7 separate regions of the Mus musculus genome follow, and all the other regions are linked to region 1. The links are chromatin contacts, called in public HiChIP or PLAC-seq and promoter capture Hi-C maps. All regions are on one chromosome and are shown on one strand. The core of a region is the stretch at or near the end of the contact, and the rest is flanking DNA. Distances in the headings are between cores, read along the strand shown.

Region 1 (3,364 bases), core at 307-2,806:
CACCCTTGACCTCTTGAGAACAGTGGTGTGTTGGTCAAGAGTGTAACCTATGGAGGTAACTGCTTATGTGCAAATTTCTGCTACGTCAGTGATTACCTGTGTGATCCCAGCTACTTAGCTTCTCTGTGCCTTGGGTTTCTCTCCATAAAACGCAGCTATATTATACCTTGTAATGGGGATCCGTTACATTAACATGGCTCAAATGCTTAGCTAGATCTGAGTGTCTGGCTGGCTTTGCTGTAGTGTCTGCCTAACATTATTATGTTCACCTTGGCTGGATCCCTAACTTACTGAGTCACAGTAAGGAAGTTATTTGTTCTCTACAGGTCTCTCCCTATGACTGGTGGTGCAAAAGACCTGGGACAGATAATGAGTAATGTGGTATTGATCTTTACGATTCCTGCTCCCCACGCCCCCAGTCCCACTCACCAATGATGACGCCGCAGGTGAGCAGGGCATAGAAGGAAGTGGTCTGTTTGAGCAGCAGGTAGGAGAGAAGAACGTTGAACACGGTGGTGAGCGAGCGTCCCACGTTGTAGAAGGGCACCCCTACGTACTTGAGGCAGAGGTTATTGAAGGTTATCATGCCGATAAAGACCACTGACAGCGGCAGCACACTTCGGGCCACCTTGAGGTCCAGGTTTAGGGTGGGGAAGTCTACCATGCCGGGGCAGCAGGTGGCCAGAGTGCTGAGGCCCTTGCACAGCAGTGAGGTCACCAGGCATTGGTAGAAGGTGACAAAAATGGGGGTATCCAGCTGCAGGGAGGGGCTGTCCAGCAGGTACTTGTTGAGGAATACCATGGAAATGGAGGTGACCCAGTAGAGAGAGACCACCAGCGCGATCTGCAGAGCCCGGAGCAGAAATGGCTTGTTCCCGCTCTCTGACTCCTCGGAGACAGCAGAGACTCCAGTCAGCGCCATGCGCAGGATCCTGGACCGCTTCAGAGGCGCCCTGTTCATGGTGGCAGAAGAGCTGGGTCACCTTACGGCCAGAAGCAGTCCCTGGACTACAGGGCTTCAAGCAGCTAGGGTCTGTGGCTGCAGCCTTCAACTGTCACATGGGATGACCTATCGGTCCCCTCCTTCTTGGATGAAGTTCTGCTTCCGGATTTGCCGAGGTGCACCGCTCCTCATCTTGCTCGCTCCCGGGGCGGGGGAGGGAGGTGGTGTCACGAAACAAGACCCAGGGAAGGGAGAAGGGGCCTAACTAAGGATGTGGGCTTTGACAGCCATGGCCAGTTTGAGGACAGGGGACACGTGAGTCGCAGGGAGAAAGGAAGCGAGAGAGCGAAGGAAGGACGGAGCGGAGGAGGAAATAACTGGACGCGGACCGCGTGGGAAGCATGGGCTGCGGGAACCCCCGGAAGCACCCGCAGAGCCGAAAGGAGGGCGTGCTGCAGGGAGATCACCGAGGCTCAGGAAGGCGTCTCGAGGGACACGGACAGGGGCCTGACCGGAGCAAGGCCCTGCGGTTGCCACGAGCCGAATTCAAGTTCCGGCTCAGCGACGCGGGTCCCGGGCCACTTACCGAGCAGGGCGGGCCCTGCGCGCATTTCCTGACACGCCTACGAGCCGCCTTAAAGGGCCAGCTCGCAGGCCGTTGCCACTTCCCGCGGCCGTCAAGAGCTCCCCGGCAAGTCTGCACCTATGCCCACAGACCTGCCCTCTTCTTCCGGGAGTCCCCGGAGATCAGGGAAGGGTTTGCAAGTGCTATAGCCTCTCCCATTTTCTGGAAGGTTCTGTCATTCTCCCCTCCACCCGCACTATCTTTTCCCCTGATATCTTCAGATCGACCAGACTCGGTCAGGTGCATCTTCACCATCTACCCAGAAAATGGAATACCACCTTTCTGCTTAGGGAGACCCCCCCCCTCCCTCCGCCCAGCCCTTGCGCCCGGCTCCCCACCGTTGCACCTCCCTCGTCCCTCGAGCTCAGGCCACTCGGGAAGACCTTGTTGCAGTCCTCTCCTTTTTTCCTACCCCTATTTTCACCGCTTCCAGACCTAGTCAGGACATGAAGTCCCGGAGATCCAAGCAGCACTTCCAGAGGCGAGAAGCCATGTCACCTCCTCCAGATAAAGTCCATTCTGGATGCCCAGACCAAAGCCTCTGAGCTTCTCAATGCTGTATCCCCTTCCCGGGGCCCTTTCCCTTCCAGAACGTACCGTCCGTCCACCCGACTGGGCTCTGGTGTCCTGGCTGATGCAGGGACCTGGTGCTCACCCTCGGCGGTGCCCTCGGGTGCACCTGCAGCACCACCCTCGGCTGAACTTGCAACGCTGCCCAAGCCGCGCCCCCAGTACGACTTCCTGCCACGTCGGGCTTTGGGCAAGGTGGGGCGATTACCCACGGGAGCCCATCAAGAAAGCCTCTTTCCTTTATCTAAGGTCAACGCCATCTCCCACCCTCCACCCCAGCTAGCCTGGGACTCCTCCATTCTGTTACTGTCGTTTGGCGCATCCCTTGACAAGATGCATCTTTGGCCCTATGGGTCCAAGCTGGTGCTTCCAGAAGGGCGTGGTTGGGAGAACTGCGGATGCCGCCACTCCCCTACGAGAGTACCCTTCTCAGTCCCGGGAACCAGGCTTGAGTGGGCCATTAGCTCCAGGTCTTTTACACCTGGGCATCTGGAAGGGCTGACTTTTCTCTGGTTTCTCCCTAGCACCATTGTTGGACAGGCAAGTTTGCCCTAGGTTGAGCTGGTTTTATTATGGAAATGGCTAACACAGTGGGTTCCAGACTTATTGCTTATGTGGTTGGTTATAAAGATGTCTCGCTTAAAGTATTTCAATTACTATTTTATTAGTAGGGCCTGATGGTAAAGGGCTTGTAATCCCAATTGAGATAGGAAGATCAAAAGCTCAGCCGCGCAGTGGTGGCACACGCCTTTAATCCCAGCACTTGGGAGGCAGAGGCAGGCAGGCGGATTTCTGAGTTTGAGGCCAGCCTGGTCTACAGAGTGAGTTCCAGGACAGCCAGAGCTACACAGAGAAACCCTGTCTCGAAACACCAAAACCAAACCAAAACAAAAAATGTTCAAGGCCTGTCTGAGTTACAGGATAAAATTCAAGGCCAGCCTGGGCAATTTAGTGAGACTTGTTTCAAAAAGGGGGGCTTGGGCACACATACCTAGACATGAATAAAGGGTTGGAGATCAAGCTCAGTGTTATATAGCTCAGTGTTAGAGTGCTTGCCTGGGATGCACAAGGTCCTGGGTTCAATTCCCAGGACAGCAAGGGAAGAGGGGTGGGGAATCAGTACTGATTTGTCAAAATATAAAATTGAAACACATTTAGCTATAGATTTGCTGGTTTTAATGGACAGCTCCACTTCTAGGGGAGACAGTGATTGTCTCTTTCAGAGA
Region 2 (3,364 bases), core at 508-3,007, 990 kb after region 1:
CTTTCCTTTCCCAGGTCCCTTTGGGGGCACACTCCTGGCTGTAAGTGTTGTGGGGTGGAGAGAAGAGGAAATGGCCCCTCATGGAACACCTAAGAGCCACACAGTCTCCTGCTATTCTGCAGTTTTCCACTGTCCCCAGCCCTCCTGCCGGGCCAGTCCAGAACTGAGCTGGGACCAGCCCCACTCAGCGTGAGCTTATCCACACTGCAGAGCGACCGACAGCCGAGAAACACAGCAAGAACACTGTCCTGTGCAGCCAGCACTCCTGCTGACACACTGGCTATAAAACCAGATGATGTGCATGTCCTGTCCCTGTTCGGTTGCTCTGCCTTCCTCTTGTCACCCTGGTCTTTCCCACGTGCTTATCTGATCTCTTTACTGTTGCCCCTGTACTCTCAGGCCCTCTCTACACTAGGGCCTTTGCACATGTAGTTTCTGTTAAAATCCCTCTTTTCAGAAATTCCTAATGTGGATTTCTGAGACTTTCCCTCTGTGGTCTCTCTTCTAGTGCACTGCACAGCCAGCCATAGCCAATGCCCATGCCCAGCACTGCCCAGTTTGCACCAACAGAAGCTCGAGGGTGAGCTTGGACCCCAGGTGACTCAGGAACAGCCAAGTTCTACACCCAAGTGTGTCACAGGTTCTCCCCACCGCAGCTTCCCCTCCACACCCTCCCCTCCACATCCTCCCTAAAACGCAGGGTCTTTCAGGGTTATCCTGAACTTAACATTTTCTGCCCATGACTCTAAAAATGCCCAGGACGAGTGAGCTCGTGGCACATGATCGTGAGAACGAGGTAAGAGCTGGGTGTCTGCAGAGCTCAGGAAGGTCCCTTAGAGAGACACTGGTTCTGCAGAGGAAGCCACTGAACACCAGAAATGACATCACTAAAGCTAGCTAGGATTGGCACAAGCCAGAGGTCCTGATGACTGCTCAGAGGGAAGCCAGGAACTAGGGTTTTAGGCTCTGGGGATGGAACATGCTGAGATGTGCGCCAGGGGCCAGCACAGATGCTCTGCAGCTTGTGATTCAGCCCTGACTTCCCAGTGCCTCCGTGCTCAGACAGGAGCAGGTGACCAGAAACCGGTGTCATGTGGTCCTCCCACTCCTTGACTATTCCATACCCTTCCCGAAGTTCACTCCCCTCCTGTTACCTACCCCAGAGCACTGTCATGAGAGTCACCTGAGAGATCACTGTCTTCAGAGAGGCCAGACAGAGTAAGAGGCAACCATACAAACACAAGTCTACACCTGAATAGGCCGCATGGACCACCTCCGGCCAGCTATGTAGCCTGGAGCCATGCCTTGCTTCTGCTGTAGCTTTCCCTGTGAAATTAGCCGACTAGTGGGTTCCCAGGAAGGAGCTAGGTGAGGTGCCTGACACCTGGCAGGATTTTGCCCAGTGGTCCTGGCCTACACTGAAGCAAGGTGATGGGGGAAAGGCTGGCCTCTGGGGAGGGGCACCTCTGTCAATGAGGCCAGGCCATGAGTGTCACCTTGAGGCAGGAGGCACCTGGAGGCTGGGAAGTCTGGCAGCCATGGCAGGTAAGAGTGGCCTGTCACACATGGCAGGATGTGGAGAGAGAACTTCAAGGCTCTGGAGACCACCTGGCCCAGCCTGGTCCAACAGGCTGGCGTATGACACAGATCTCCAGCTTCTGGACTTTGCCCTGAACATCCATAAAAGGAGGCTGGTCATGGTGGCTGCTTGTACTCTCCTGTGTTGTAACCTTCTGTGACAGCTGACTTGGGGACTGCTGGATTCTTGACCTCACACTATCTTATTTTCAATCTCGGCTTGTACTTTCGGTTTGTTGTTACTGTTGTTAAAATAAGAGAGGGAAAAACAAGCAAACAAACACACGTTCCCCTGGCAACAGGAGAAGCGTGGGGCCATGGAGCAGCCTGGGAGTTCAAGGTTCCCTGGGAGACCTCTTGGGAGTCCTGCTCTGCTTCTAGCTGTGGTGTGACCTTGAGCAAGAGAGTTAGCTAATGTCCCTGAGCCCCTACAGGCCTCACCTCCAACACAGCAGGGCTGGTGGGAGCCTGTCCATTGAACTGCTGGAGGACCAAGAAGACACAGCCAGAGCCTGAACACAAGCTGCTGCCCCACTCTAGCATCCCACATGTTTAGTCACAGGAGTTCAAAGCCCAGTCACATGACCCCATGAGCTGGATCGACAGGTTCCCACTCTCTGGCCCCTCAACACTGTAGCTAGGAGGTGACAAGCTTTAGCCTATCACCTTGCATCACCCACAAAATTTCTCTTCTCATTGAGACTCTTAAACAAGCTCCTAGATAAAGCACTGTCCCCATTGAGCAGATGAAAAAACTGAGGCTCAGAGGTTCAGTGACTTGCCTAAAACCAATCCAGTAAATAACCAGCACTCTTTCCTTACCTCATGCTAAGCAACACCTTAGTGGAGGCTACCCACCCAATCTTCCTCACCAGACTTCCTCACTAGACCCTTTTTGTCCTGACCCAGCTCCCAAGATGTGACTCTTGGCTTCCTGTCAGGGAAGGAGACCAGATCCTCTGGTCCTGGCCAGGATCTCCCTTCAATCCCTTTAATTTAGCCGATGTGGCTTAGATAGGTTTCCCTTCTTGCATTTTGCTCTGAAGCCCAAGAGGCATCACTGGAGGGCCACTGACTGAACAAGAGGCTGCCTCGTAAGAAGTACCAGACGGGAAGCTGAGCTATGGCCCCTGAGCTCCCAGCCTTCTGCAGCTCTCACACTCAGATGCACTGTGCTAGGGACACCCCAGACATCCTACCTCGGTCTCCATCTCCCAGTGAAGAGCCTGAGGCCCAGGTGTTGTGAATGTTGAGGTGTATGCTGGGGCTGGGGCTGGGGCTGGGGCTGGCTAAAGTGGCCAGTGCTCTGGGTGGCTTCAGACCCTTAAGAATGGGGGTGACGCGTTCACATTTGTCCATCACACTGGGATGTGCAAACTGCTAGGCTTGGCCTCAAACGTCCAGCCCAGGACTCTGCTCCATCTCAACCTAACTGTAGCTTAAGTGGAAAATCAGATAAGACGCTGTAAGTCTGAGGGACGCTTAAGAGACTCGAGGATCAGCTATTCAGAAGTCGCAGACTCTGGGGCCTCATGTCAGGACCTAGACTCCCAGGAGACGTCTCAGGAAGCAGGTTTTAAGAACCTCTCCTCACCCCAGTAAACCAGGTCACAGCGTAGATTCTGAATTGAGAGAGGCTTAATTGTAGTCTCACTACTCAGAGCTGTGTGACCTTTGGCACACAGCTTGCCTGCTCTGGGCCTTAGTGCTCTCTGTAAAGTGGACTATCACGGATGTCCAGGAAGAAGCCAGTCCTGAATTGCTGACACTCTAGGAGATCCCTTGG
Region 3 (3,364 bases), core at 377-2,876, 810 kb before region 1:
TGGCACTAACTCTGTAGACCAAGCTGGCCTCGAACTCAGAAATCCGCCTGCCTCTGCGTCTGCCTCCCCCCGCCCCCCTCCCACCCAGTGCTGGGATTAAAGGCGTGTGCCACCGCGCCCAGTTCTATGGTGCTGTTTTATATCTTCAGTCAGTGAAGACCAGAGAGTCCACTCACCTCTCCTTAAAGGTGTGGAAAGCTCTAAACAGCACAGCCTTTCAGCAAATACCAAACAGAAAACGCTGCAAGAGCACCAATACTTTTAAACAATCCTTACTAATGCTTACAAAGCACAGGCGTATTTGGCTTGCATCGTGTCCTCTGGTCTTCCAAAGGATCTCGGTAACAGCCACAACTTTCTTTTACAGGTGAGTAATATTAGGTGTGTAATTTAGCTAACTAGTTAACAGGTTTGAATCTGATCCTGGTAACCTTAGCTTCTGACCTTTGTCTCTGCCAACACAGTAGGAATTCAGGTTCTCACAACTTCTTTGCATCTGCTTTAGTTACTGCTGCTTAGGTAGAGCAAGACAGCGCTGCAATGAAGGGACAATTATTTCTCGAGTTTGAAAATATCCTGCTTCTAACAAACTGGAAGAGCTGTCCGGAAATGTCTGAACCTCCCCCAAACTTTCAGACAGATGTCCGACTCCTCAATACCTCCTCGTGCGGTGTCTTCATTCCCTCGCCCTTCTCCAGGACGGACTCATCTTCCAGAGGTCCCCAATGCAGGCCGGGCTGCAGGGGTGCTCCTACACACCAGACCCCCAAGTGCTGATTCCTGGATCTCGAGGGGCCCACGGCCAAGCCCTGGGGGAGGCTCCTTAGAACAAGGATGGCAGGGCTCGTACCCGGCGGGCAGGCTTTGAGGCCCGGAGCAAAGCCTTTTCCGGAAGGGCTCCATCCTGAATCCTGGCCCAGGGGTGGCTCTGGGGCTGCAGGGAGACGGGAAGGCAGTAAAGGAGTGGTCCATGAAGGCGTGGGGTTGGGGAAAGAGAGGTACAGGGTCAGCTATGACCCAAGAGTCCGAGGGATTAGCAAGGTTCTAGTTAGTAGGGCCCTTGAATGGTTGGGAGGGAGTCTAGTCTCTTAGGGCACCGGAGCAGGATCCCAGGCTCAAGAGAAAAAGGGATGTAAGGGAATGCGCTGACTAGAAAAACGCTGTGGCCATCTAGTCCAGGGCTGAGGGTCGCAGACATCGCAGGTCACTCACGGTGCGGCTCTATTTTCCCCAAGATCACCTCCTCCACCTCCTTCATCGTGGGACAGAGATTCTCTCGCCACTCCCCTCTACCGGAAGTGAGCGTTTTTGTCCCGGTTCCTCCCGGAAACAGTCCTTGATTTTCAAATTTAAGCTCAAGGAAGAATCCGGGTGGTTAGGCATCATTGAAGGATGGACCTGGGAGTTTGGAAGTACTTGACAGATAAAACCCTGTCCGATGGGCGATACGAACCTAGGATTTCAGAGGCCCGCTAGTTTCCTGCATCTGGAAAAGCGGAACCCAACTCACTCACTTTAGGTAGCGGCGAGTCGGACAGCTCGGCTAATTAACCTCACATTTTGTCAGGTGATTGCCGGAAGTGGGCGGAGCACCAAGAAAGCCTTGTTTGGTCCGGGCAGCAAGCCGGAAGTAGGTAGAAGAAATGGCGGAAGTGGTTGGGGAGCTGGGGGCCCCCGAGGGGGCGGTTCCCATTCCCATCTCGGAGCCGGATGTTTGCCGAGCTTTGACAGGCGTGGCAGAGGAAGCATTGCCGGAACGAGGTGAGCTGCGGAGCGCGGGGTCTCTTTGGGCGTGGTGGTGGGGAAGAGCTGCTCTGGTCAACGGAAGGAATTGGGTCGGAAAGGGGAAAATCCGAGGCAGTGGGTCGGGAGTGGAATTGGGCCCGAGGGCCTGGGTCTCTTCGCTGCCGGGATTTTTCCCATTTCGGCGCCTGCAATGAGAAGACAGCCACTTTCTCTGACTTGTTCCTGCCCTCCCTCTGCAAGGCATAGGCCAAGCCAGAGCAAGCCGGTGGGAGGGAGGGAGAAGTCGTCCTGATCAGATCTGGCATAGCACTGAGAGCTAGAAATCAGGGGAAGTGATCCACCTTGTCACTTGATAGGCCGTGCTTTCATCTCACTTTCTTGTGAAACGAAATACACTCCATTCGTTGTTTGTTTTCGGACTCTATGCAAACATGATTATAGTTTAGAGTTGCAGCCTTGTAGGATTTGGGTTTTTCCAAAGTCACAAAACAGTCTGATTCCAGCACCAGCAAGTACTGTGACTTCAGTTTGCCCTGAGAAGTCTGGCTGCCCTTTCGTGGCGCCTCTTGGATCCCAGTGAACTTTGTGACCGACAGTCACTTAAGATCACTGTTGAGGGGGTTGACTTTAACCTAGAGAACACCTCAAACTGGAACTTGTGGGTTAAAATCCTGCGTCTGGGTTCTATGATCTGTAGCAGTTTGCTCCCTCCCTCCCTCCCCCCGCTTTTTGTTCAAACTGTAAAATGGTTTTTATAGCATATGCTGAACTACTAGTGCAGTTGTGAGGTGAATTTGTGCCCAGTTCATAGTACAAATATCCGTTTCCTTCTCCACTTATGAAATTCATTCATTCATTCATTCAGCTAATGACAGTCTGCTATGTGAAGACTCTGAATAAACTCTGGTGCTATGTGCATCACTCTGAATAAATTGCTTTGGTGTGTGTGTGTGCCCGCGCGCGCTCTCTTGTCGCGCATGTGCTGGAGAGACCCTGTGTATGCAGGCAAAGCGCTCTACCACTGAGCTATGGACTTAGCCCTTGAAATAGGTTCTTAAGCAATAACAGGGGGTTTGTGAAATCTTTAAAATGCATGCAAGGTTTCCATGGATCTGTTCATTTTTCCTAGTGAAAAAGTCCACAAACATCAAGAATTTCAGAGAGAGAGAGAATCACTGTTTTACAAAAGTCAAAGCCTTTGCCTGAAGTGATTTTTTTTTTAATTTAATTTGATTTATTTATTTTTTATTTTTCGAAACAGGGTTTCTCTGTATAGTCCTGGCTGACCTGGAACTCACTCTGTAGACCAGGCTGGCCTCCAACTCAGAAATCCACTTGCCTCTGCCTCCCGAGTGCTGGGATTAAAGGCGTGTACCACCACGCCCGGCGCCTGAAGTGAATTTTAAATACTTTCTAGGTAAATGGTTTACCTGGTCCAAATGGAATATTAATCTGAGAGAGTGGCTTTTTGCAGGTGGCAGATATATTTCATTTCTACCATTTTATGTTAGAATTTCCCTTCTCAGGCTTCATCTACCCATTGACTAGCAGATAAACATCCGGCTCCCAGAAGGCACCAGAAGCAGGTGAGAGCGGCCAGGAAGCTGGCTGGCACTAC
Region 4 (3,364 bases), core at 630-3,129, 750 kb before region 1:
AGACACTCCATAAGAGTGCATCATGGTGTATTACAGATGGTTGTGAGCTGCCATGTGGTTGCTGGGATTTGAACTCAAGACCTCTGGAAGAGCAGTCAGTGCTCTTAACCACTGAGCCATTTCTCCAGCCCCGCAGAAGACTTTTCTAATAAGTTGCTCCAATGCACTCTACAGTTAAAAGCAGGCAGGTATTTAAAATGAATGTGAAAATAATTTTAATGAGTTATAAGCCTTTAAAAGATTTAAATTCAGTCTATAGTGTTTGGTATGGTAGTTCACACTTCTAGTATTCAGGAGGAAGAGATTCAGGAGTTCAAGGTCACCCAAAACTATATAAAGTGAAAACCAGCCTAGGCTATATAAATATCCTGTCTCAAAAACCTACAAGAGCAGATAGATAGATAGTGTTGTTTGGTTGTATTACATGCCTATAGCCCAGACCTGGGGAGTCAGAGGCAATAGGACTGCTAACAAGTTCAATACTAGCCTAGTCTACATAGTGAGTTCCAGGCCAACAAGTGTAATACACAAAAAGATCTTGTCTCAAAAAGCAGAGATTAATTGGTTGTGAATATAGCTCTGTAGTAGACTGAGCAGAGTGATAGGTTAAACCTCAAGTAAGAACACGTATGTGTTTGTGTATAGATATATAATTATTGTATACATATAAACATATACATATAAATAAATTTATACATATTTCATTAGGAGAATTTCAAAACTAGACATGATGGTATATGCTAGATAATCTCAACACTTACGATGCCGGGAAAGGAGGATCAGTAACTCAAGGCAAACAAACCCTGGCTGCATAGGTGAACCCTGTTTCCAACTATCCCAACCTAGGCCTGTGACAGCCTGCGTCGGTATTCTCAGCTCCTCAGGAGGCTGAGTGAAGAAGATAACTGAAGCACAGGAGTTTAAGGCCAACCTGGGCTACGGGCTACCACCGAAGTGGGGAGGGGGGAGCCAACAAAGGAATGTTACCTTGAGGATAGATTGAGCAGATTAACTAGGAAAAAAGTGAATGAGAGATTTACAACCCAAGAAGGTGCTTAGCCACTTAATTCAGAGATTTAATGAGAATAGGTTTTCGCAGGTTATTCCACTGCCAGTAAGAACATAGTCCCCTTTTTCACTAGTCAAGTCACCCTCACTTACAGGAGGACTTCATACTTGGCATTAAAAATTTTTTTTGATTGACTGAAAACTTACCTAACCTACCTTGATACCCAACACCGGAGTTACGGCCCTACAAATGTTCTCCAATAGATCTTTTTGACATAACTCAAAGAGACAATAAAGTAGCAAGAAAATTTCGGGGGATGTCTGTAACGGTTGGGACGCCTCAAGAGCCAACAGGGTCTACACCAACCCAACTTCTCGTAGAAAACATAATCAGGGGATTATGGAACTGAACCTCGGTTGCTTGGCTTGGGCGTCCCCAAGGTGGTGGCCAAGGGAACACAGATCAGTGACCTCCCACTCGGGGGCGCTGAAAGATCCGGGGGTTATTACCCTCAAAAGTGAGTACCTGCGAAGCTACGGCACAGAGAGTGGCTCCGGGCTCTCATTCCGGAGGCCGGGGCCTGGGGCCGGCCAACTGCACCTCCCAGCAGAGGGTTCCGCGCTCCCGGGCGGTAGTGACAGCACAGGTCGCAGAGAGATATCTCACGCTAACGAGGCTCCGGGATCCCAGAACTGAAAAAGCTGTCGGACTGGTGTGGACTGGTTTTTCTCAGAGCTTCCCCTTCACACGTCAAACGATCTCTCCCGCCCTAAGCCAGCAACCAGTCGCTGCCCGGCGCCGCCATCCTTAGTGTTTGTTTTCATCCGCTTCAGTGCAGGCGGTGGGGAGGTAGAGCGCTACGGAGGAAATGCAGCTGCCTAAATTCAGCTGCACTTTCGCTACACCACAAACGACCTATTTAATATTTCTGTACATCAGAGTCTTCAAGAAAGGCGGCTTATTTCCAGAAATAAATCATATGATTAATTTTAAAGCCTTTTAGGAGAAAAAAAAGGGTTTGGGAAGGAATTTAGGGAGTTGGAGACTGGGCTTCGTGTAGAATGTACGGAAGCGAAGCGCAGGCCGCGGTGGCCGAGGTGCTGATGACGCGGCGTGGGGCGGGCGCTGACGCGGAAGGGGAGGTGCGGCTGTTGCGCACCGTGGCGGCTTGTGTGCGGCCGTGGGTTCCGGAGGCGGGCCTTCTTCGGCCCCGAGGGTGGAGAGTGCTCCGGTTAATCCGGTAGCTACGGAAAGGTGGCGATCAGCGTTCGGTTATTCTGGGTCGAGCAGCCAGACTTTGGTTATCTTACTATTTTTGAGACAAGGTCTCGCTGTGTAACTCAGGTTAGCTTTGAACGTAATGTAGCTCCAGCAGGCATGGAGCACGCGGCGATGCTACCCAGTTTCCAGAATGCTAACATTACAGGCTGGACCAGCCTTAGGAGCTTTTTGTTTTGTTTTACTTTGTTTTGACTGGTGCTCGTAGTCCACGCTTGCCTCGCACATGATCTTCTGGTCTACACTTCCCAAGTACAGTGAGCCCATTCCTGGCTGGGGCATCTTTACTTACACGGCTTTTAAAGGAATAAACTTTTTAAATACATTTATGTTTTGGAGGCGGGCGTGATGTGGCAAGGGTGTTGGACGATTCTTTCTTTCCACCATATGGATCTCAGATAGCCAACTAATTTATTTCACCAGGCTTCACAGGCAAACCCTGTGCCCTCGGAGCCATCTTTGTCCCTTAATACTGTTTTGAAAGCGGGTTGAAAAGTGGCCTCGGTGTTCCAGACCTACCTGGTTCACTTAGCTTTTTCCTCCTTTCCTTCCTTTTATACTCTTCCTTCCTTTCTAGCCTAAAGCTTCGGGATTTGGGTCTCTTGAGATGAAGGGAAAGCCTGTTACAGCAGACAGTGTAGGTCCCCAGGCAGGGCCACAGACTGTCTTTCTTCCTTTCTCCCCCCCCCCCACCCCCCCTTTGTTCTACATCTCTAGTTGGACTGGTTTGAGCACTCCCTCATCTGTGGAGCCATAGGGCTTTGCAAAACAAACCTCTGAGTAACCCTTAAGGTGTTTTCAACTTGTCAGCTGTCTCCTGGTTGCCACAGACCTCTTTTACCTTGTAAATTGTTTGTTCTCATGTGTTGTTCTCAGTTGAAATGCCAGGCAGTAGATGAGCCACTGGGATTGAACTCTTATTGTCTGCAAATTAGATCAAGTTTGTCATACAATAGTGAGTCAGTGGAGATAAATCTAGAGTTAACAAGTGAATGGCTGAAAAAGGTGTAGGTTTTGAGTCATTTGGTATGGTTTGGATCACGTTTCTAATTATTTTTTTCTTTTAATTAACATTTA
Region 5 (3,364 bases), core at 570-3,069, 730 kb before region 1:
TTTTGTTTGTTTGCTTGCTTTTTTTGGGGGGGGGCAAGGCTGGCCTCAAACAATCATATTGCAATCTCCCTTGCCTCAGCCTCTAGAAAGTTGGGATTAAAGATGTAAAGATATACAGTATCATTTTTGTTTGCTTATGTCCAAGAAGACCTAATCATAAACAATAATATTGTAATTGCCTTTTCTCAAGAGTAGCAAATACCTATCACATGAAAAATATCTAGAAATAAAATGTACTGATTGTACAGTATGGAGTTTGGCCAGTACAGTTAGGATCAGCTACAAATCAAATATGTCTGTAAAAGCCTGTAATTCCAACAAGTAGGAGGCAGAGGGAGGAAGATAGACTTTGAAGTAATATGGATTACATAGTGAGATTCTGTTTAAAAAAAAAAAAAAGCCAGGCATGGTTGCTTATAATCCCAGCACTCAACTAGCTTGAGGCAAAAGGATTGCTGTGAGCTTGAGGTCAGCGTGGGCTTCATAGTGAGTTCCAAGCCAGCCAAGCTATAGAGTGTGAGCCTCCACTGCAGTCTCTCACACTCCCTCAGGCACACTGCAAATGTGGAACAGGAAGGCAAGCACATCAGAATTTCAAAGCCATTCTTGGATACACAGAGTTCAAGACCAGTGTGTGTGCCACACAAAATCCTGTCTCTAAAAACTATTTAGTGAACTAGCTACGAAGCTAACTAAAAGCACACTGTGGACTGTGGCTTTAGATCCTTGGAAGAAAATAAAAGAGAAGTAAGTGGTTTTTTTTTTGAGAAAGAATAGAATAGGCTGGGAGGTTGTGGTGTTCACCTTTAATCCCAGCACTCCGGAGGCAGAGGCAGGCAAATCTTTGTGAGTTGGAGGTCAGCCTGGTCTACAGAACCAGTTCCAGGACAGCCAAGGGTACACAGAGAGAAGCCTTGTCTGGCAAAACAAAACCAAAGAATAAAAATTTAAAAACAAGGTACAGGAACTTTCCCTTCCCACATTAAGGTGTGCCATTTTCTCTTGGATATTCTTCTAAAGCTGACCTGGAGCATTCATAGCGATTGTTCTTCAGCTCTGAGGGGAAACCAAGAATAAAGTGGTAAAGTCATTTGTTCAACTGGGACAAGTAGTGTGAGAAGTCTCTAAGTGTACGGCAGTCGTTGAACTATTAAGACGAGCTTTATTCTGCTATGATTTATCTTCAATCAATGTGCTCACAAAAGGCTAATTCCTTTTTCACTTAAAACAAGGTCTTTGGTGGCGCATGCCTTTAATCCCAGCACTTGGGAAACCCTGTCTCGAAAACCACACACTCAAAAAACAAAACAAAAACCAAAACCTAGCCAAACCAACCAACCAACCAAAAAAAAAAAAAAAAAAAAAAAAAAAAACAAAAAAACAACAAAAAAAAAAAACCACCAAGGTCTCATATAGTCCAGTTTGGCCTTGTGCTTAACTGACTATGACTTTGAACTCCAAATCCTCATGCCTCCTTTCCTAAAATGCAGGGACTACGGGGGGAGGGTGTGGGGGACTTTTGGGATAGCATTGGAAATGTAATTGAGGAAAATACGTAATAAAAAAAAAAAGTACCAGGAAAAAAAAAAAAAAGCAGGGATTACAAGCGTGCTCCTGTCTCAAAAATTTAGTTCTCTAAATTACTTTAACACTCTGTCACCAACAGAAAATGGCAGAATCCCAGCCTACTCTACGCTATAGTTTAATGATCTGGATTTGTTTATTTATGCCTAGGAAGGCAGCCGGATTTGCAGCAGGAGCTGAGCAATGTTTCGGCACTCGGCTGCAGTGCCTTGAACGATTGCTGGGGCGCTCTTCCTTTGATGTCTGGGCGTTCGTGTGTTCGATGATCTTTTGCGGCGTCTTCTTGGTTGATGTCTCCGGAGCGGCGGCGGCTGTGCCAGGTCCTGGACTGAGTTATCCCGGAGGCCCCGGGCTCTGGCCGCTTTCTTCCGCTGGTCGGTCGAGCGGACCCCTCGCTTTCTTCGGCCTCTCCCCGCCTTCCGTCCGTGGCTCCGTGCGCTCGCTGGCTTTCGGGCCGAGCTCTCACTCTCCTCGCAGGTAGGCCCGGGAGGAGCCTGGGAGGCCCGGTCCCGCATCCTTCCGCCCAAGGCAGGAGGAGACCTTAGCGCCGGCCGGTGGGCGAGCGCGCGGCCCGCCGGGGTGCGCGTTGTGAAGGGGGTTGCGCCCGGGGGCGCGGCCGGAGGGCGGCCCGGAACTGAGCGAGAAGCCGGAAGGAGGGAGAGATGCTGAAGCTGCCGGCCGGGTTCCGTAGAGAGGGGATGTCGGGTCCTGGACGCGTGTCGTCACCCCTAGATTGTAGGAACTTGGCTTTCTTAGACCCTATTCCCTTTCTCCTTTCCTACAACTCCGGTTCCGGATGTCATGCTCAGTTGCACTGGGGACCCCTACTGAGTTCAGCCTCGGAGTGCCCTTTTGAGTAGGTGGAGGCTATTGAAACTAGGCCCTCCAGCTCCTAGGAACGAAATATCACTTATAGTCTTTTGGGGTAGGGAAACCGAGGCTGAGGTAGGGGACGTGACTTTTCCCTGTGACCTCGACAGATCATTAAATGTGCTGTAAGGTTCTTTTTTTTTTTTTTTTTTTTTTTTTTTTGTCTTTAACAGTTCACAATTCTCCCATTTTACTGGTCACTTTTTACTTAACAGTCTCTCATTTGACTTTTTGGAACTCTTCTTTCTTAGAAACATATATTGTGTTACTGGAGGCTTCAGACATTAAGGGAGCAAGTGATGTTTTTGACTGGGTTTGCTTTTTCGAAGTTTGTATCGTTTTAGCAAAAGTAGTAAGGATAGTTTAGTTTTGTTTACTCATAAATAATTTGTTTACTTCCACTTTACTTCTGATTAATACTGATTCCACTCTTCAGCTTGTTCTGAAACTTTCTGCTATGGTGTTAAGTACTTAGTGCAAGATGGAAGATGCTTAAGATGGTTAAGACTTTGAATTCAGGTTCTTGTCTTGTGGAGGTCTTTTCTAGGAGGGAATCCAAGGAATCTCTTTTGAAACTTTTTTTTATTTGGTTAGTGATTTAGTCATTTTATTCAAGAGTTCAAAAGTCTGTGTAGAAATTATTCAAACATAATTGAAGATGAATCATTTGTGAACTTTACTGTTTCTCTCTTTTTTTTTTAAAGATTTATTTATTATATGTAAGTATACTGTAGCTGTCTTCAGGCACACCAGAAGAGGGTGTCAGATCTCATTACTGGTGGTTGTGAGCCACCATGTGGTTGCTGGGATTTGAACTCAGGACCTTTGTAAGAGCAGTCAGTGCTCTTACCCGCTGACCCATCTCGCCAGCCCTCTCTTTTCTTTTTCAAGGCCTTAAGGTCTAAGTGTT
Region 6 (3,364 bases), core at 574-3,073, 730 kb after region 1:
AAGTGTAAGTCCTAACACTGGTGACCCTGTTTGGTTCCACTTGCTTGCTGCTAATGAAAGTGAGATCATTACTTCTAACATAGCCTCTTCTTTGAGAAACCTTGGGCCATTGCCATTAGGCACTGCTTCTGGAATTCTGCCTTCAGGTCCTGCTTCTGGTAGAACACTGGGAGGTGTTTCTAAGCTGGGAGGTGCTCAGGGATGACACTGTTCCAGTGACACAGCCCAGAGCCCTGCATGCCAATAGTGCAACAAAGAATCCATTATCCCATCACTGTCCTGAGGTGAGACTCTGAAGCAAGCCACAATGAAGCTCCTGGTCAGGGACAGGTGGCTTGGATGTGCACTTCACTCCACACACCTCCAGGCAGGCCTGATCCAGAGCTACAGACATGACGGCTGAGTGATTCATTCATTACTGGTCATCACTAGCCAGGTGTTCAGCAAAAGCGGGTGGCACTGTGGGAAGGGAGTTTAGTTGCCTTGGTAATCAGGAGGCTAACAGCCACTGAGAGCTGACTTGCTATGCACCAGACACTCTTCTGTTTACTTCCTTGCAAAGGGCACAGCCCCTCCTGTCCAGCCCCAGCCACTGGGAGGGCCATGGAGCCTACCTGGTATGTTAGCACCTCACACATGATCAGGTTTGGTTAACATGGCCTGCAGCTGTAACTGGAATCTCAGCAACAGCCACAAGGTACTTCCTGCTATAAGGTCACACCCCTTTGTAGGTAAGGAGGCAAGACTTGGAGAGGTTAGGAAACTTGCTTGCCTAGGGCTAAGCTAAACAACAGAGCCAGGATTTGAACCCAGGTATTCTAGTTCTGTAGCCTGGAGCAGAAAAGCAAAACTTAACTCTGGAGCCAGAGGCACACCTAGTTGAGTTATAGTGAGGGGCAGCTACTCTCCATCTCTGCCCCAGTTCTTTACCTTCAACCTTGCTTCTCTCAGTCCCCACCCTCCCTCAAGCCTTTACTATATCAGTCCAGAAGACAAGATCCAGAGGTTTCTTTCAGCAGGAAGCAGGGCCCTGGGCAAAAATCAACTGCTATAAAGGGTTTCTCAGGGAGTCCAGAGCCAGGCATGGGACAGGTTGTAGGTGCTGGTCTTTTTAGTTTGAGAGACTTCTCAAGACTCACCTGGGACTCTCTCTTGGCATGAGCTGTTTGCTTCCACCAACAAATACTCTGAAGCCACAGATAAGATCCAACCTTGCCACACGCAGCACATAGCACAGCAACTGCAGTAGAAGTCTCAGCGGGTAAGAGTTCTTGTCATTTGGGATTCACACCAAACTGGGGAGATGGGTGACCTGGGTGACAGAACACTCATTCACCAATTATCTTAAGGCCTTGGCTATGTATTAATGACTCGAAGTTTTGTGAACTGGGACTAGTCCTATTGGACTGCTGGGAACGCTAAGGTTTTATTTTTGAAAGTGGTTTAGCAAACGATGAATTGTAAATTGCTTTTAACCGTGTTGTTTCACCCGTGGGGGACCCTAACAGTCATAGCAGGTGCCTTCCTTCCACCCTAGACACCGGCCTAGGCCTGAGAATGGATGTTTCATAAACCCGTAGGGGTATGTTTGCAGTCCGGGAGAAAGGGGCGCTGTCTTCAGAACTTCCGAGAAAGTCCTGGGTGGCACAGCGGCAGGTTGTCCCCGTCCGGGGATCCCCCTAGCCAAGCGAGGGTGCGCCCTCCGCAGGCGGCTCCCGGTAGGCCCTCCGTTTCAGCTCTGGGTCTCCCCCCCAACCCCTCTGTGCCCGCCCCGGCCACCTCGGGGGCGAGGCAGCCCAGCGCGTGGGAGGGGACGGCGCGCCATTGGCTTGTGCGCGGCACTAGAGGAGGGACCAGTGCGGGCCGCCAGACTCGGGCGAGCCCAGCAGCGCCAGGAGTCCAGCTTGCCCTGCCCTGCCCTGCCCTGCCTGCCTAGCGCGGCGCCGCGATGTGAGACTCCCCGGGCCGGAGCGTCCGCAGGGCACGCCAGCTCCGCGAGCGCAGCACCCCGCGCGCCAGGAACGTAAGTCTGCTGCCGGCAGCCGCTAGCCTCACACTTCACCGCCGTTGCCACCGCGCTGGCCGCTGCCTGCGCAGCGCAGCCCGGGGACGCCGGGGGGCCTTAGGGACCGCTGGGGGCATCGAGCACCCTGCGAACGACAGCCGGGCGCCAGGACAGCTTGGCACTTGCGGGGCGGCGGGCGCCCGAGACCCCCGCTGAGCTCCTACTGGCACTGTCCTCTGTCCTTTTCGTTTGTCCCCTTGCACTGACTCGGTTTCCCTTTCTCCCCCAGCTCTCTTCTCCGCCACCTCCTTCCCCAGGGGCTGTTTATTTCGCTCTCGGCCTCCTCCAGGGCTTTATCTCTTTGATTCGGAGCTAGTGAGAGCGGAGAGTAAAGCAGTTTCTTTTATCCCGGGGTCTCTGTCTTCAGCGCTTGGTTCTCGGTCCCCTCCCCCTTTCTCGCCACCGCCCCCCCTCCTCCCGCCTTTGTTTCCCGGCGGGAGGATTGCGCGGTGTAAACTTGCGAGTTTCCGGGTCCTCGCCCCCACGGGTACGCGGGCGGAGAAGGTGGAGGGGTTCCCGCTGTCCAGTGGTCTGGCCGGACCTTTTGTGTGGGTGCCGGGGACTGGAGGAGTCGCGGACTCTCGCTTCACAAAGTGGGGGAGTGTCCTCGGCGCGGAGATGAAGATAGATCAGAGGGGGAAGGGGCAAAGCCGGCGACACTCCTGAGTCCCTGCTGGAGAGGAGCGGGCAGAAAAGTGTTTGGGCCTGACCCCAGTCGGGGGTGGTGGTGTCAGGAGGGTATTGCAGGTGGACCCGGGCGACTCTCTCTCCCAAACCGCGCAGACAGCTGTAAAGTGTAGCGCCATTGCCTGGCGCAGGATGGATTGGGGTCCCGTGTAGTGCGCAGAAAATATTACGCGCACCATCCTCGGGGCACAGCGAGGCCAGCCGCTCGCTTCGGCTCCCCTTTCGTCGCCTTCTTGCATCCTGGATGGAGCGGGCTTCTCCTCCTGCCTGTGAGGTGGAGGAGCAGGGATAGGCCCAGGACCCACTCCCACTTTGACCCAAAGCTTTACAAGCACACGGCCAAGGCCTCCTCAAAGTCCCCCAGCACGGACTTCCTGTTTCGTTTCTTTTAGAAAAACTTTCTGGATGGGGCCTGGAGAGAGTGTAGAAGTCCCTGGGTTGCAGGGACACCCACCCAGCTGTGTCTCCCGTCTGGAGGCTCCTGGAGAAAGGCCGCCACCTGCCGCCGGCGGGATTGGTGGGCTCCTGGAAGAATCCGGAAGAACACCACCCGCCCCTTAGTGGCAGCCTCTGGCTCAGTCCGAGGCTAAAAAAAATACTATTTTCCTGTAG
Region 7 (3,364 bases), core at 236-2,735, 590 kb after region 1:
CCCACTGCAGGGAAGGAGAATCCCCTTGAAGAGATCAACTACAGCCCTGCAAAATCCAAAGCCCCGTGGGAAGGATCCTGAAGATGTCCTTTCCAAGAAACTAAATAAACCAGGGGGTCTGGGCCATATGCCCAGAAGGTTCCCAGCAGAGACCATACTCCGCTCCCCAGGGATGAGGGGGATATGGGACTTCTGACCCATACACCCTACACCATCAACCAAGACCTAGGAAAGTCCCTGCCTTCCTCTTCGGGGGACAGGGGTGCCACGGGAATCACACTTCATGGAAAACTATTCTGCTTCAGATAGACAAAACTCCCAAAGTTTATAGGGTTCTCAAGATGAAAAGAAGGCTCCCTTCACTGCTCGCAGTCCCCACGCACAAAGGACTGGGCGTGCTTCTTTCTGATCACTCTTAATCACAGACCACGGCTGTCCTCCACACGAAGCCATGGTCAAAAAAAACAAAAGACAGACTTTCCTTCTCTAGGTCATCAACTGATTCTAAGGGTCTGAGCTCCAACTCAGATGGGCTCAAGACACTAGCAACTTTTTGCCTTATTAGCCCAAGGCTGCTCAGTAGTCCCTGCAGCGACTTGCCTAGGGCACGCTGGCCTTGACAGAGGAAGGTCATTGGCCACCAAGTTTCTGCAGTTTCTGCATCACATAGTACCTTGGGGACCGGGAATGAGGAGGTGGGGGGTGGAGACGACACTCAGGGGCGAATTCCCGAAGAGTCCGTGCTGCAACCAAGACTTAAAATAGATAAAAGGCACGCCCTCCCTCTGCCGCCCCAGGCCCGCGGCAGGTCACAGAGAGGCATGCGGTCCCTAAGCCCCCCAGCCCGGCCCCGAAGCACCGGCGACCGGGTCCCTGCAACTAGGCCAGCGGCTGCATCCCGCCCTCGCCCCGCCCTGCCCCCTGTCTACGCGCTCTCTTTGCGAACGCCGGGCCCGAACAGCCGCTCCCATTGGCCGGCGGCCGCGTCCGTCAGCGCGCGGCGGAGCCGAGGAAAAGGCTACAGTGGAACAAGGCGGGCGAGTGCGCGGAGGAAGGAGGCGGAGGCTGGGCCGCCCGAGGCCCGCGTCGGGCGGTGGCGACGACCTGCGGGCCCGGGCCACCTTGAGACCCGCCCCGCTTCCGGTGCTCCGGTCCGTGCCCCGTCGCCTGCCTGCGCCCCCGCTCCCCAGTGTCCCCGCGCGCTCTTCGCCGCGGCCCCCGCGCCGGTTGGCGAGCCGCCCAGCGTCTTCCGAAGCCATGTTCACGTTCATGGCCACGGTGGCCACCGGGCCCACTCACCTTCGCGGGCTCCCACGCGGGGCGGCGAGCCGGGCCGGGGCCGGGGCGGCGGGACGCGGCGGGACGGGGCGGCCGCGCGCGGGGTCCCCGGCCGGGCAAAGTTTCAGCGCCAGCGGCAGCGCGGCGGCGACTCGCTGCTGCTCTCCTCCCCTGCTTTGACCACCATCTTATTAGTACAGGAAATGACATGGAAAACGGAAGAAAGCGGCGTTTGGGGCAGACGCGGACCCCCCAATTCAGGGGGCCGGAGCCGAGCCTCGCTGAGCCCCGCGTCCCCCGAGCCGGCCCCGCGCGGGAGCTCGCGCGTCCCCGCCGCGCGCCCCACGGGGAGGGCGACGCTGCGGAGGAGGAGCGGGCTGCGCCAACTTTGTGCCTGGGATACTTTCTGGGGGTCGTGCTAGAAAGTTGTGGCGTTTGCGCAAGCCCATCCGAGGGTGCCTCCTGGCTCTGCCCGGCTTCGACGTTGTCGGTCTACAACCCAATAAATAGTCAGAGGGCGATAAATGCGTTTATAATTTTAACCCTTACAGGGTCCTCTTCCGGGCCCCTTTAACCCTTTGGTTGCTCAGCCGTTTGGAAGTATCAACTGAAGTTGGGTAACATGCGTCCCATAGAACACCAAGGGAAAAGGGCCCTGGGGCCTGTGAGAAAAATTAACTATTTACGTGGGGACTAAAGGGTGAGTGTCACTTGCTGTTCAGATCAAAGTACAGTACCAAATCTGAATACAAAGCTGGAACGGGACTGTGTCCTAACTTAACTTGCCTAGTGCCTCATTGTATCCATCTGCAAAATGGCACCCAGCAAGAAAGATAGTGAAGGGATGTAGTAAGGCTGGGGTGTTTAAAGGAAGTGTGAGTGGTCAGAGGGAACCAGAACAACCCTACCCCAAGCCCTTCTTTGTAATGACCCCAAGGGGAGGCTGCTGCAGGGTGGGTTCCCTGGCCGAAGGAGGGCCTCACCTTAGGCTGGAAGTTGCCAAAAAGGATTCTACCTGAGTAAGAGATCTTGGAAGGCCTGCCCAGTGCCAGGTAGTCCAGGAAGGTCCAGATAGTCCCAAGAAGGTGTCACCTCAGGGGAGCCGATTACCCAGGGAAAGGAGCTTCCACCAGGGCGATCCCAGAGGGCTTTCCAAGGTCAAGTACTCCTGAGGATGCTTTGCTTAGGAGACCTGATGGGGGCTGGGACAGGAGGCAACTTCTCTTATTTCTCTTGACCTTGGTAACATAAACGCTTCTTCGGCTCCCTTGTCTGTCACTTGCAGTATGACCTTGAGTGTCTGTAGCTATGACCCTGTTTCCTCTTCTTGCAAAGCTGTAAAGGTCCAGCTGCCAGCTCTAGGGTGAGCCCTGAGGGTGTATGTAAAGAGCCCAGAAGCAGCTGTAATGCTATGGAAATGGCTAGGTGCTTGCTGTGTGTCCACAGTGTAGCTTTCTGAAGCACCGGGTCGTGTGTGGGATATGGATGAAGACCTGGATCTGTGTATCCCATTGTGGCTCCAGCCCAGTCAGAAGTCTGTAGGACTACCTCAAGTTCTAACTAACACCTGGGAGAGGGCAGGCTCAGGAAGAGAGGCTGAGGAATTAGCCACTTGTCCCTTATGAGGGGAAGAGACCATACATGAAACAACATCAGGGGTGGGCCAGGAATCCACAGGACCACATGCCAGGAAGGCAAACAGTGAAGACCCAAGTGCCCAGGGGTTGGCACAGGGCCTGCAGTGACTAGTGCCTGCTGCAGAGAGTGGGTGGGACGAAGAAACTGAGACAGACCACAAAGAGGCACAGGAAAAGAAGGGTATGGCCAATGGCCCGGAGGATGAGCAGACCTTGGAGACTAGTTTCCTCCGGTCTGAACCATTTGGCAGGGCTCGTGGGACCCCCCTAGAGACATGTGGCCAAGGCAAGGTCAGTGTGTGTCTCAAGCTTGCCTCTCACTAAGTTGGGCCGGAATCCCAGAAATGTGGGTGAGAGGGTGCTCCCTGGAATTCCCTGAGGACCTCAGGATGGGAGCTAAAGTCAGTAGGTGCATGGCATCCACGCACACACATCCCATGCTTTGCCAC

What was found. Promoter capture Hi-C pulls out the DNA fragments that hold promoters and counts their contacts. HiChIP or PLAC-seq counts read pairs in DNA pulled down with a chosen protein or histone mark. Capture Hi-C pulls out chosen DNA fragments and counts their contacts.
Region 2: a contact with region 1 is called in a promoter capture Hi-C map of liver, with 2.3 times the contacts expected there. The contact joins the enhancer-like site here to the promoter of Slc35c1 in region 1. A contact is called at or near these places in 7 of 39 promoter capture datasets (the 3T3-L1 cell line, 3T3-L1-derived adipocytes, hippocampal neurons and 2 more) and 1 of 115 datasets of contacts at active chromatin or transcription factors (bone marrow-derived dendritic cells).
Region 3: a contact with region 1 is called in a promoter capture Hi-C map of liver, with 3 times the contacts expected there. The contact joins the promoter of Arhgap1 here to the promoter of Slc35c1 in region 1. A contact is called at or near these places in 1 of 39 promoter capture datasets (pre-B cells), 1 of 484 Hi-C or Micro-C datasets (pre-B cells) and 2 of 9 other capture datasets (adipose tissue and liver).
Region 4: a contact with region 1 is called in a promoter capture Hi-C map of pre-B cells, with 5 times the contacts expected there. The contact joins the promoter of Atg13 here to the promoter of Slc35c1 in region 1. A contact is called at or near these places in 1 of 39 promoter capture datasets (pre-B cells), 2 of 484 Hi-C or Micro-C datasets (CD8 T cells and erythroblasts), 2 of 115 datasets of contacts at active chromatin or transcription factors (memory CD8 T cells and pro-B cells) and 1 of 9 other capture datasets (liver).
Region 5: a contact with region 1 is called in a promoter capture Hi-C map of liver, with 2.6 times the contacts expected there. The contact joins the promoter of Ambra1 here to the promoter of Slc35c1 in region 1. A contact is called at or near these places in 3 of 39 promoter capture datasets (hippocampal neurons, pre-B cells and stem cell-derived epiblast-like cells), 1 of 115 datasets of contacts at active chromatin or transcription factors (the SCID.adh cell line) and 1 of 9 other capture datasets (liver).
Region 6: an H3K27ac HiChIP or PLAC-seq map of embryonic stem cells shows a contact between it and region 1, with 2.3 times the contacts expected there. The contact joins the promoter of Trp53i11 here to the promoter of Slc35c1 in region 1. A contact is called at or near these places in 1 of 39 promoter capture datasets (embryonic stem cells), 4 of 115 datasets of contacts at active chromatin or transcription factors (embryonic hindbrain, embryonic stem cells, epiblast stem cells and 1 more) and 1 of 9 other capture datasets (liver).
Region 7: a contact with region 1 is called in a promoter capture Hi-C map of hippocampal neurons, with 3 times the contacts expected there. The contact joins the promoter of Prdm11 here to the promoter of Slc35c1 in region 1. A contact is called at or near these places in 2 of 39 promoter capture datasets (cranial neural crest and hippocampal neurons), 4 of 484 Hi-C or Micro-C datasets (CD8 T cells, the G1E-ER4 cell line and embryonic stem cells) and 2 of 115 datasets of contacts at active chromatin or transcription factors (astrocytes and microglia).

Annotation. Positions count from the first base shown.
Region 1 is chr2:92,458,238-92,461,601 of GRCm38.p6, forward strand. Slc35c1 (solute carrier family 35, member C1) reads right to left here and starts at 1,557. Exons shown (of 2, transcript NM_211358.2): 1 at 430-1,557. The coding sequence starts at 961.
Region 2 is chr2:93,443,659-93,447,022 of GRCm38.p6, forward strand. All of the region lies in intron 1 of Cd82 (CD82 antigen), which reads right to left. Among named protein-coding and RNA genes, the nearest start is that of Gm10804, 7.5 kb to the right of the region's middle. Within about 2 kb of position 1,758, at least 66 of the 459 cell types and tissues checked have an H3K27ac peak or open chromatin away from gene starts, as enhancers often do. A contact at or near this core is called in liver, where this site is marked.
Region 3 is chr2:91,648,492-91,651,855 of GRCm38.p6, forward strand. It overlaps Arhgap1 (Rho GTPase activating protein 1), which reads left to right and starts at 1,627. Exons shown (of 14, transcript NM_001359970.1): 1 at 1,627-1,761; 2 at 3,273-3,332. Zfp408 (zinc finger protein 408) reads right to left here and starts at 1,300. Exons shown (of 5, transcript NM_001347175.2): 1 at 1,213-1,300; 2 at 660-934. The coding sequence starts at 1,258.
Region 4 is chr2:91,708,713-91,712,076 of GRCm38.p6, forward strand. It overlaps Atg13 (autophagy related 13), which reads right to left and starts at 1,880. Exons shown (of 17, transcript NM_001355419.1): 1 at 1,535-1,880. It overlaps Harbi1 (harbinger transposase derived 1), which reads left to right and starts at 2,140. Exons shown (of 3, transcript NM_178724.5): 1 at 2,140-2,539.
Region 5 is chr2:91,728,319-91,731,682 of GRCm38.p6, forward strand. Ambra1 (autophagy/beclin 1 regulator 1) reads left to right here and starts at 1,820. Exons shown (of 18, transcript NM_172669.3): 1 at 1,820-2,061.
Region 6 is chr2:93,185,725-93,189,088 of GRCm38.p6, forward strand. It overlaps Trp53i11 (transformation related protein 53 inducible protein 11), which reads left to right and starts at 1,824. Exons shown (of 8, transcript NM_001025246.2): 1 at 1,824-2,023.
Region 7 is chr2:93,044,680-93,048,043 of GRCm38.p6, forward strand. It overlaps Prdm11 (PR domain containing 11), which reads right to left and starts at 1,486. Exons shown (of 8, transcript NM_001368848.1): 1 at 1,300-1,486.